3 separate regions of the Sus scrofa genome follow, and all the other regions are linked to region 3. Evidence: chromatin contacts called from public HiChIP or PLAC-seq data. All regions are on one chromosome and are shown on one strand. Each heading gives the region's core, a stretch centred on a gene start, on an enhancer-like site or on the middle of the called end of the contact. The rest is flanking DNA. Distances are from core to core; before and after follow the strand shown. Region 1 holds the start of TAF10 (transcription initiation factor TFIID subunit 10). Region 2 holds the start of MRPL17 (mitochondrial ribosomal protein L17). Region 3 holds the start of LOC110255360 (interferon-induced very large GTPase 1-like).

Region 1 (3,641 bases), core at 860-3,359, 210 kb before region 3:
CCAGCTCTGCAGAAGAAGCCTGAAGACACCAACAGACGCTCAGCAGACATGTGGAGTTTTGCAGTGCTTCTCTGGGAACTGGTGACGCGGGAGGTCCCCTTTGCTGACCTCTCCAACATGGAAATTGGAATGAAGGTGAGCCCACAGCTGGAGACACTTGAGCTGGGGGACTGGTGGTGGTAGGGACCAGAGCTGCAGTGGGGGCAGGCTCTTTCCACATCTGTTCAACGGTACAGAATCCTGCCTGGAGGGCTAGGGGCCTCTCCCCATGAGACTCAAGTTCGGAGACCCACCTTGTTCTTCCCTGTGTCTGCAGGTGGCACTGGAAGGCCTGCGGCCCACCATCCCACCAGGCATCTCCCCCCACGTGTGTAAGCTGATGAAGATCTGCATGAATGAAGACCCTGCGAAGCGGCCCAAGTTCGACATGATCGTTCCCATCCTGGAGAAGATGCAGGACAAGTAGGGCTGGCAAGTCCTGGCCTGAACTCCAGAGGTGTCAGGACACGTTGTGGGGGGGCAGCTCCCCAGAGCAGCAGGCCTCGGGCTGCCGCCCCTGCCTCCAGTCACGGTACTACCCAGCCGGGGGCCCTCCCCTGCCCCCAGCCCTGCCACTGTGGCCCCGCAAGGGAATGGGCTCAAAGCTTTGTCACTTGCCACACGGTGTCTCCCAGCACGGGAGGGATCAGCCCTGCCTGTCACAATAAAGTTTATTATGAAAACAGGCTGGTGTGGGGACAAGGGGACAGACAAGGACATTTAGACCGGGTGGCTCAGGTGAAGTAGTGCGGCTTCTTCACATTGATGCCATACTCGCTGAGGGCAGGGGTCAAGTCCTCCATGGTCAGAGTGTACTTGCGGTCCTGAGGGAAGAGGGAAGGGCACCAGCTGAACACGGCCATTCCAGGTTTCAGTCCCGGGTGGGTGGCCCTGAGCAGGGCTTCCACCTCCCCTAGGGCTCAGTTTCCTTCCCTCAAAGGGGTCTCAGGATAGCTTAAGCCTCTGCTGCCGCAGGAGGAACTACTGACTCAGGGAGCCTCCCCTCACACCTTGCTCTTGCTTCGGGAGCTGCCAGAGGCCGTGCCCTTCATTTTGCAGTGCTGTAGGGCATCATTGGCAATATCTGAGATGAATTTCTGGGCAGCTAGGGAGATGAGCCGAATTCTAGAGAGAGAAAAAAATGGTGTGAGAAGGCGAAGGAAAACAAACGCCACACACAAGCAGCCAAGGCTCTAGCCTGCCCAGAGGCTGGTTACTCACATGCGTGGGTCCGAGGCCTCAAAACCAGCGCGGTTCAGGTAGTAACCAGTCACTGCATCAGGGATCTGAGAAACCAATTAGACGACCGTCAGTTAATCCTGTGCATTCCTGGGCTGGGCGGGCGGGTGAGGGAGTGGAAGCCAGCCCCGGTTATCAGGAAGCTGCCAGTTTGTGTGGACAGAAGGGATCAATCACGAGAGCTAGCGGGGCAGTAAATACAGGAGGAGGAGGACGCTGCCGATGCAGGTGGTGTGGCCCAAGTTGGCGTGACAGCGGGCAAACAGCCTGGCTCGGGCGGGAAGCCCACCGTAGGCGTGTAATCCTCCAGCTGCATCAGGAAGTCCACCAAAGGCGTGCTGGACACCACCGGCTTCACGTCTCCGTTGGCCGCGCTTGGCAGCACGTACACCCCGTTAGACATGGCCCCCTCCGGGGGCGCCGCGCCGCCCGCCGACACCGGAGCTGGAGGAGAACCAGCCAAGTGAGACACGGAGGTGGGAGCGCGGGGGCCCAGCGGGGTCTCTGCCTTGCACCCTCCGCCCGCACCCGCCGCTGGGCCCAGCCCGAGGCGCTGCCCTCGCCCTCACCCGGCCCGGCCCTCACCCGCCCCGCGCCGCTCGGCCGGCTCCCCGGCCCGCGCCGCCACGGGCCCCGTGCCCCCGGCCGCAGCTCCGGCCCCAGGCCCCCAGCTGTCCCCGCGGGGCTGGCCTTATTCTCCGCAGCGGTGCCGGCGGGCAGCGCGGCGGGGGCCGAGACCGCGGGCGCCGGGCCCGGGGCCGAGGCGGCGGAGGCCGGCGCCGCCTCGGGGTCCGCGCCGGAGCCGCTGCAGCTCATCGGGCCGGTGGGAGAGGCGGCGAACAGAGCCGCTTCCGCTTCCGCTCACGTTACGCACCAGCAGGGGTGACGTCACGCGCCTCGAGCCCCGCCCCGCCCCCGCCCCTGCCGCGCTCGCTCCTCCCTTTGGCCTCCCGCCTCTTCTCGCTGCCTCTCCGCTCGCTGCTGCTGGACAAAGGCCGGAGGGCGGAGACCGGGCGCGGACATTTCGGCTCCCGTCCCCCGTCCTTCTAGCCTGTTCCGCTGGAATGGGAGTCCTCGAATGTCGCGAACTCGCTTCTGCGGGTCTCAGGCCTCCTCACCCAGCCCTGCGCCTTGCTTTGGGGCTCATCGTCCCAACAGCTCTGGACCACCGGTCGCCTGCCAGTTGACATCCTTTCTGATCTCCTTATTCAACCATTTAAGGGTTTGCTGTGGAGTTGAAAGCCAGCCGCCCAGAAGTGAGGGCAGCAGTATAGCTCATAGTGCTGCTGCAGATGGGGAGGGAGGTACTGTCCGCCCTCCGTATAGGTGGGGAGGGCTGGACAGGATGGGTTCCTGGATTCCCCCCCCCCCCCCCGCCCCGCCATCACCATGGATGCCGAGATCCGTGGATGCTCAAGTCCCTTATATAAAATGGCAGAGTATTTGTTCACTTTTAAGTTATCTCTGGATTACTTAAGAGCACCTAATACAATGTAAATGCTCTGTAAGTAGTTGCATGGTCAGTCCCACTTTTGTTTTTTATAACTTTCTGGAATTTCCCCCCCTCCCCGGAATATCTTCAATTCGTGGTTGAATTCATGGATGCAGAACCGGAGGGTACAGAGGGCTGACTGTCTTTCAGCCTGAATAAACAACATGTGCAAAATCACAGCCAGTGAAAAAGTAGTGTTTCCAAGGCAGCAAATTTATTTAATTCCTATTTGCCAGTCCTGAGCTAGGGCCTGCTTATACAGAGTTAAGTAAGACAAGATTCTAGTCTTCTAGGCACCAGTGGTCTTGGAAAGGGAGGCAAACAGGTAAACTGGCAATTTCGGCACGATGGGGTGTTTCCAATACTGGAGGCAGACACGGCACGCGGGCAGGGATGGCAACTACCAGCTGCGGCCTACTTCTTTGTGTCCAGGGCCTTCTATCAACTTTATTCTATTTTCTGATTCCCTGAATACTATGAAAGGTAGGTATCAATATCCTCACTTAACAGATGAGGGAAAAGGCTCAAAGAGATGAATTTACTTGCCCAAGGCTCTTTCCTAGTCTGTAGCAGAACCAAGAATCAAACAGGTTTGGTGTTAAAAATCTGGGATTTTTTTGCCATACCAAAATCAACTAGCTTCAGGGAGCCAACAGTTTCATAAGAGAAGGGGACTTCCGAGCTGAGTCTTGAAAGAAGTGTGGAATCAAGCAGGCAGAGGGGACCAGGGCAGTGTTAAAATGGTACGGACGACCTTGAGCAAAAGTGAATGTGTGTATGGGGAGAGCGGGGAAGAATAAATTTGTTACCCAGGAACAAACAGCAAGGAAAGGATTAGGTTTGTGAGTCGTGATAAAAAGCCTGAACTCTA
Region 2 (3,615 bases), core at 238-2,737, 140 kb before region 3:
GGTGGCAGACAGTTCCCTTTATACTCGATCACTGCCATCTTGGCCCGATCCTGCTCATTCCGATTTGGGATCTGCAGCATTCTCGTGTAGCCCCCATTCTGACCTTGGAACCGAGGGGCCAGTACTTGAAACAGCTTTGGGATCAAGTCTTTCTCCTAGAGGGGGAGTTATCCAGGAGAGAGCAGAGAGTCAGGCACACACTGTAGAGAAATTTCACTTTCAGCATTCTCAAAGGTAGGGTCCAAACACCAACACCCTGCCCGAAACTTCCTCACGGAGAACTTCTGTGTGTTGTCAAAAACGACAGAGGGTACTGTATAGCGCAGTGAACTATACCCAGTCTCTTGGGTAGACCACGATGGAAGAAAATATAGGAGAGGAGTTCCCGTCGTGGCGCAGTGGTTAACGAATCCGACTAGGAACCATGAGGTTGCGGGTTCGGTCCCTGGCCTTGCTCAGTGGGTTAAGGATCTGGCGTTGCTGTGACTGTGGTGTAGGCCGGCGGCTACAGCTCCGAATGGACCCCTAGCTTGGGAACCTCCATATGCCGCGGGAGCGGCCCTAGAAAAGGCAAAAAGACAAAAAAAAAAAAGAAAATATAAGAAGGAGGATATATATATATATAGATTCCCACATATACATGAGACTGGGTCACTTTGCTAAACAGCGGAAATTGGCACAACACTGTAAATCAACTCTAGTAAAATTTTTTTTTAAAAGAGGCAAGAAAAACACAGAGGGGATTAGTTACAGGCAGTTGTGTAGATTCAGATTCCCGTTGAATTCAATGATCTCAGGACACACATCTCTAGTTTACATCTGTCCTTAAGGGCATGGCATGACTAAGCTTATTTCTGCCCGGTTCCCTCTCCTCTAACAACCCCTCCGACGTAAGGAGCCAAGGAAGACATGTGGGAGACAGGATGCGCTCACCGTGAGCCAGAAGTCAGCCATGCGCATGGCTCGTTCGTTGGTGTCTCCCAGCTTCCCATAGTCGATGAGCTGCGAGGACACAAGAACTTACTCAACCCGAGCAAGAAAAGGGGGCCCATCTTACCTCCCGAATGCCAGACTGCAACGCATCATGCTACGAGCAAAGCGTCTGGATAAGGCGGGCCTCACCGGCCTTCCACGTGCGGGTCAGAGGGGTGGACTCGGCTCGCGGTACTCGCGGACTGAGACCTCGCGCAGGGCTTACGAGGCGTCTCAATTCTTCCCCAGCTCCCGCCGGACCCGCCCCCGGAGGCCCGACCTGACCGGAGCAAGAGGGTCCCTCCGCTCACCTTCTCCGCGTAGCCCCTCAGCTCGTCCACGCGTGCCCATGACGCCTCGATGCGTTCGTGTCGCACCAGTCCCGTAAGCAAGTTCTGCAACAGGTGGATGCGGGACTCGGGACCAAGGCCCAGGCGGCGGAAGACGCGGCCGTGGGAGATGGCGGCGGCCACCGACAGCCGCATCGTCCCGACTTCTCCCCGCCCCCGGGAGGCCGGAACCGGAAGCTCCGCGAGGTGCGCGGAGAGGCGGAGCCGGGAGGACGCATGCGCCGTAGGCAGGTGCGTGGCGGACGTGTTTGCGCATGTGTAGCGGAGCCTGCCTCGTTGGCAGCCTGGGGGAGGGCGGGGAAGGGGCGTCGACCTCTCCCTGAGGAGGCGGGCGGCGCGGCTCCGGCCCGGGAGCGCCGCCTGGTGTGAGGGAGCCGGCCTCGGGTTTCTCGCGTGCTGCGCCCGTCGTCCTGCAGGGCGCTGGAAGCTCCGCCTGCAGCCGGCTCGGAAAGTGAGTACCTGAGGGGAAGGCGCCGGGCGGGTCGCGGTCTCTCGCGCTGGCGCCCTGCCCGCCCCCGGCCGCGGCGAGGTCTGACCCCCTGAGCGGTCCCTTGTTAAAGAAACTTGTTTTCCGTGGTCGTGGTGCCGTGAGTGGAATAACACTGAGAGGAAAGAGACCCAGACGGCGAAACTTTTCTTTGAAGGCGTGCCGTCATCCCAGTTCCAGAAGAATTTCAGCACCGCTGCGGCTCTGCCGATTGGCGGTGCCTTCGTCACAGCTGCTTGTGGATTCCCTCGTCCCCTCCGCAAAGGGGGAGCCGGGTCCTACCCCGTCCCACACCTCCTGCCCCGCCCTCTGGGCCTCAGGAGGTGCCCTTTTAAAAGTGAAATAGAGCCCTGGCGTTCCCTTCGTGGCCTCGATGGTCAACGAATCTGACGAGGAACCGTGAGGTTGCGGGTTCCATCCCCGGCCTCGCTCAGTGGGTTAAGGATCCGGCGTTGCCGTGAGCTGTGGCGTAGGTCGCAGATGTGGCTTGGATCCCCTGTTGCTGTGGCTGTGGTGTGGGCCGGTGGCAACATCTCTGATTCGACCCCTAGCCTGGGAACCTCCATGTGCTGCAGGGGTGGCCCTAAAAAGACCAAAGACAAACAAAACAAACAAAACAAAAACCCAAAAAACAAAACAAAACAAAAAAACACGAAAAATAATAGAGCCCTGCAGATCAGATGTCATTAGTTAAGATCAAGTCTTACTGGGCTGGGGTGGGGGCCTAATCCCAAATGCCTGATGTCTCAGAAAAAGAATCTATAAGGAGAGACAGTGACCCACAGGGGGGATACCATGTGGCGGAGAAGGCAGAGAGCAGAGCTGTCCAGTTGTAAGTCGAGGGTTTTCTGGCAAACCTCAGAAACTAAGAGCATGGTTTGGAACAGATTGTTCCCTGGATCCTTCAGAGAATGCAGCCAGTGGACAGGTTCATTTACATATTTTTTTGATAACGCATATTTAGATTTGTTGTTCTGTCTTTCTCTTAGGTTAGCAGAGAAGGCTTGTTAATTTTAATTTTGAAGTTTCTTTTGTTGGAAGTAACACACATACAAATACAAAAAGTCTTAAACATATGGATATGTTGGTAGAGATTTATACACACTGCACTTCACAATAAGCCCCAGAAATTACAATGTTGTCTGTGCCTTGTTCCTTTGGGATCAATTACTTTTTTTGTCTTTTTTTTTTTTTTTTTTAAGGGCCACACCTGTTGCATATGGAGGTTCTCAGGCTAGGGGTTGAGTTGGAGCTATAGCTGCCAGCCTACACCACAGCTACAGCAATGCTGGATCCAAGCTGCGACCTACACCACAGTTCATGATCCTTAACCCACTGAGCAAGGCCAGGGATCGAACCTGGGTCCTCATGGATACTAGTCGGGTTCATTAACCACTGAGCCACGACGGGAGCTCCATTTTTGGGATCAATTTTTACAGCTTTCAGTTATCTTCACATTCCACTGTTAATATCATCATCTGAAAATTCATCATAAATTTCTATTCATAAAGACTTGGGAAAATTTTGTTCTTCTCAGAAGTCAGAGCAAATGAAAATTGACCCTGGTGTTATTTGATCCATTGCTTTAAAAGGCATGTCCTTGTGGTGAAAACATACAGAACAGTGTCAGACTTTGTCCTTATTTTTTTGGTTATGTGAGACCATCATCTCTTGTCTGTTCTCCTGGCAGTATTCAAACTTTGATTCTTTTTTTTCTATGTCAGTTTCCTTACATTTTGTTGTTGCATAATTAATGGCTTTCTCTACAGTTTTTGTGGGTTGACGTTCAAGGAATTTTAAACCATA
Region 3 (3,830 bases), core at 143-2,642:
GAGCCACAGCAACGCGGGATCCGAGCCGCGTCTGCAACCCACACCACAGCTCACGGGAACGCCTGATCCTTAACCCACTGAGGAGGCCAGGGATCGAATCTGCAACCTCATGGTTCCTAGTTGGATTCGTTAACCACTGAGCCACGACGGGAACGCCTTCCTGTTAATGTCTTATATCAGTTCAGTTGTTAGACTAGCCAAAAGAAATCTAGAAGGGAATTTCTTTCCCTCCGCTATAACATATTACAGGAGTGCTTCCCAGGACCCTATACCCCTAAACAATTCAAGTTTCTTATTTGTGAAGCCTTCCATTCATCTTCCAGATGGCGTTAATAGCCCTCTTCTCTGTGCTTACCATAGCACCTGTTCCTTACATGAATCATAGGACAGTGTGAAACTTTTCCTGAATCCTTTACTCCTGGAAAGCAGTGATGGTTAAGGAAGTCCATCCACCCTTTGTGTTCTAAGAATTAGCTTATCGCAAAGACCCGCTGCTGCTCCCCGTAAGACTTAGATGAGACTCACGCACGTGTCCCTTTATTTCTTATCTTGAGGCCAGACGCAGACCTTTGAAGTCCCATTCTTGGACTCAGAAAGGATTAGCTGAGCTGTTTGCCCCCCGATCAATTAAAAGGTGCTTGAAACTAAACATAAGTAAAGCTTCTCTCCTTTCTCTAGTCCCCTTAATTTGACCCCCATCTCCTGACCCAGCATGCAACCTCCCCTTCGTGATTCTTCCTAAGAGTACAACAGCCCCTGATCATCTCACTACCTAGAGGTATGTTCTTTGATGCCCCTTTCCCATAGTGGGAGAAAATTCCTTCTGCCTGGCCTTTGAGATGCTTGCAGCTCTATGTTTGTTTTATTTATTGCACTGGTCTCCTTCCCCGTATTGCAATAATTCTCTGAAAGTCCCTTTTTCCCTGTCTAGATTTATTTTTATTTTTAGTATGAATTACCAAATTGTTTAATTTACCAAGCTGTCTTTCAATAGCGCACTCCCTTTCCACCAGATTCGGAGCTGCTTATTGGAGTCCTGAGAATGCCAGATTCTATTTCTGATCATGCCTTAATCTGCCTGTGTTTCCTGGGTTTCTGACGGTCTCTATGCCTGTTTCCATCGAGCTCTGTTTCTGGTTTGGTCTCTGAGTATGTTGTTTTCTCTCTCTGTCTACCTCATTTCCCTCCTTCGCCGTCACCTACCTGTCTTCTTGAAGCCAAGCTCCTGTCCTCAAGGTGCTCCAAAGAGACTAGAGAGAAAGCAGAGAAGGTTCCTTCCTGGAGTCTGGGAGTTTGCAGGCTGAAATCTCCAGCCTAGACTTTCAGCGCCCTCTGTGCTGACAGAGCCTTATTTATCCTCCAAGCCAGAAGTGAAAAACTGGTTTCACTTTTGCTTTTTTTGTCCTAAAAAAAAATCAGCTGATTTAAAGGAATCGGTTGCTGTTTATTTATTTATTTATTTATGTTATGATTCCTAGGTGTTGAAATTACTGCAAATGGAAGAGTAATGGTGTGTGTGTGTGTGTGTGTGTGTGTGTGTGTGTGTGTGAGAGAGAGAGAGAGAGAGAGAGAGAGAGAGAGAGAAGAGAGAGGGAATGGTGGGGTGGGGTGAATTCTGCATGAAGAGCATGGCAGAAACAAGATTGGGAAAGAATTTGGGAGAAGAGATGCGGGCACATTAGGCTGTCTTCCTCAGGGAACCTGCTGTAACTCTTTTTAGTTCTCAAGCCAGTCACCGGAGGACAAACAGGGAAGCATGTGCCCAGGGCTCGTGAAACTTGTTCCTCTCTATTTCCCATAAAAGACCTTCTTGCTAGACTTAGCTGTTTTCCTTGTGGTTGATCTGAAAATTAACAAATTTCCAACAGTGTTTAGATTTGGACGATTCAGCATTAAAGGGAGCTAACTCTTGAAAGCAGTTTGTGTGTTTATGGTGGGAAAGAGAATTTCACTCTTCCGTTTCCTATTAGAGTTTTTAGTAATGTTAAAAATCTGACTGTTTTCTCTCACACCTAAATCCTATGTAAAGCATTATGTTTCATTGACTATTAAATTTCTCCATGATCTAATTCATTATAATGTTGCTTATAGATCAGTACCTCCTGCTTCCTTGTTCTTCTATTTTAAGCTTTCCAGGTCTGACACATGTAGTCTTCCGGGTAAACCCACATTCATCTTCTCCAGTTCTCCGGGAAGTCCTACCCATATCACCCCATAATTCCCCCTCCTGCTCCCAGTACACCTGCAAAACTCCAACTGCGTGGACCGCTCCCGATCGCTTCACGGCTGTCCTCTCAGAGCATTTATCACACTCGCACAGTGCTCCCACCACAGGTGCTGCGTGGTAGCCCTCGATGGTCTCTTACATCCTCCCATCCCCCAAACCTCAAACATCCTACCTCCCTGTGCTCCAACCAGTTGGGGGGGGGGCGGGGTCAGTCTTATTCATCTTTATACCCCAGACATGAAATATATAGATGAACAAAATGTATGGTGATTAAGTAAGGAAATTAGCTTATCTTGCTGAGCTTGTTTCCTCAGTTATATGTGCGGATATTAATAGGTATTTTAGTGAGTTGACATGAGGCACAAAGAAGGTATAGGGGGGCTGGCATGGTGTCCTTCCAATAAGACTTATTTTTTCCCACTTTTAGATTAAGAGCATAGCTGTTTTCTAATAAGCAAGAGTTTTAATGTCTGTCATTAGTTTGAGTTCAGGATCCGACAGTTACTGGTACATTTGCTTGAGTCTTGGGTGGGAGGGTGAGCTAAATAAGGGAGAAGCGGCCAAGTGATGGCATGAGTGTGTACCAGGGGCACTGGCTACCACCCCTGATGTTAATGCGGATAAAACCAGTTCATCTCGCTCAGTGCTTACGTAGCCGAAAGCAGATAGTCAGATATGAATTCTTTTTTCCTGGGTGCATAATTGGTCTGAAGGTCAAATCTATCAGAACCCGGGACGCCAAGTGGAGCATCTGCAGCTGCCGTGTTCCCCCCAGTGTTTCCCTGGGACCTGAGTATAGTTTCTTCTGCATTCGTATGCTGGGCCTTGTATCAGCACCCCTGTCTTCTCTGTTGCTGTGCTCTGGGTCTAGAGATGACAGTCTGTGTCTGAGCCACCTCTGGTTCTCCCAGTGTCAGCAGTTTTCCGTAAATGGTAAGATTCAGTAACTGTATAAATTAAGGAAGGCGGTAAAGCAATCCTATGGGCTCAGAATCAGCTTCACCCACAAGTTCCTTTCACCACGCAGCTCCACCCTCAATGCTCAGTTTCATTTCTTGGTTTTCTTTCACTTCTAAGAAATGCTTTTTTTTTTTCTTTTTTTTTTTTTTTTAAATGAACATTGGTGAAACATTGGTTAGTGAATGTTCTTTGTGAGATTTTTTTTCTGAGCTTTGGTTTCTTTTCTTACTGCCAGTTTTTAACTTGAGTTCTCTTTGAAAAGTTCTAACCCTTTTCTGAAAACTCTGAGGGAAAACAATTGACCCAGCCCTCCCCAGTGAGACTAGAGAGAGACAGTGACCCATCCAGGGGTCCTAACTGGGTCAGGCCAGAGGGGAGCCTAGGGTCCCAGGGAACTTTACAATGAGAGTGTTTCAATTTTGCAGTCTAGGTGCTTCCTCACCCTAACTGCAGCCCTCCTTTCAGCTTTGACTGGAAATCCCAAGGAGTTGGCCAAGCCATTTGTAATCCATTGATTCCAGAGAGGAGGGCAGTGGAGGTCCCTGGGTCTCTGGTGCCTGGCATTTCCCCACCCCTCTCCTTCCAGCTGGCTCATCTTTAGCTAAGAGAATATATCTCTCATGGGACTATAGAAACCTCTTCT

Evidence for each region. HiChIP or PLAC-seq counts read pairs in DNA pulled down with a chosen protein or histone mark.
Region 1: a contact with region 3 is called in an H3K27ac HiChIP or PLAC-seq map of alveolar macrophages. The contact joins the promoter of TAF10 here to the promoter of LOC110255360 in region 3. A contact is called at or near these places in 2 of 2 datasets of contacts at active chromatin or transcription factors (alveolar macrophages and skeletal muscle).
Region 2: an H3K27ac HiChIP or PLAC-seq map of alveolar macrophages shows a contact between it and region 3. The contact joins the promoter of MRPL17 here to the promoter of LOC110255360 in region 3. A contact is called at or near these places in 1 of 47 Hi-C or Micro-C datasets (heart right ventricle) and 2 of 2 datasets of contacts at active chromatin or transcription factors (alveolar macrophages and skeletal muscle).

The regions. Positions count from the first base shown.
Region 1 is chr9:3,142,730-3,146,370 of Sscrofa11.1, reverse strand. TAF10 (transcription initiation factor TFIID subunit 10) reads right to left here and starts at 2,109. Exons shown (of 6, transcript XM_021062337.1): 1 at 1,950-2,109; 2 at 1,864-1,947; 3 at 1,568-1,722; 4 at 1,261-1,325; 5 at 1,050-1,164; 6 at 669-863. The coding sequence starts at 2,094. The coding sequence ends at 774. TPP1 (tripeptidyl-peptidase 1) reads right to left here. Exons shown (of 12, transcript XM_013989454.2): 12 at 2,963-3,641. ILK (integrin-linked protein kinase) reads left to right here. Exons shown (of 13, transcript XM_005656596.3): 12 at 5-135; 13 at 317-724. The coding sequence ends at 466.
Region 2 is chr9:3,073,858-3,077,472 of Sscrofa11.1, reverse strand. MRPL17 (mitochondrial ribosomal protein L17) reads right to left here and starts at 1,487. Exons shown (of 3, transcript NM_001244380.1): 1 at 1,284-1,487; 2 at 934-1,002; 3 at 1-155. The coding sequence starts at 1,457. It overlaps LOC106507820 (a long non-coding RNA gene), which reads left to right. Exons shown (of 4, transcript XR_002335515.1): 4 at 1,222-1,311.
Region 3 is chr9:2,929,010-2,932,839 of Sscrofa11.1, reverse strand. It overlaps LOC110255360 (interferon-induced very large GTPase 1-like), which reads right to left and starts at 1,392. Exons shown (of 3, transcript XM_021062326.1): 1 at 1,204-1,392.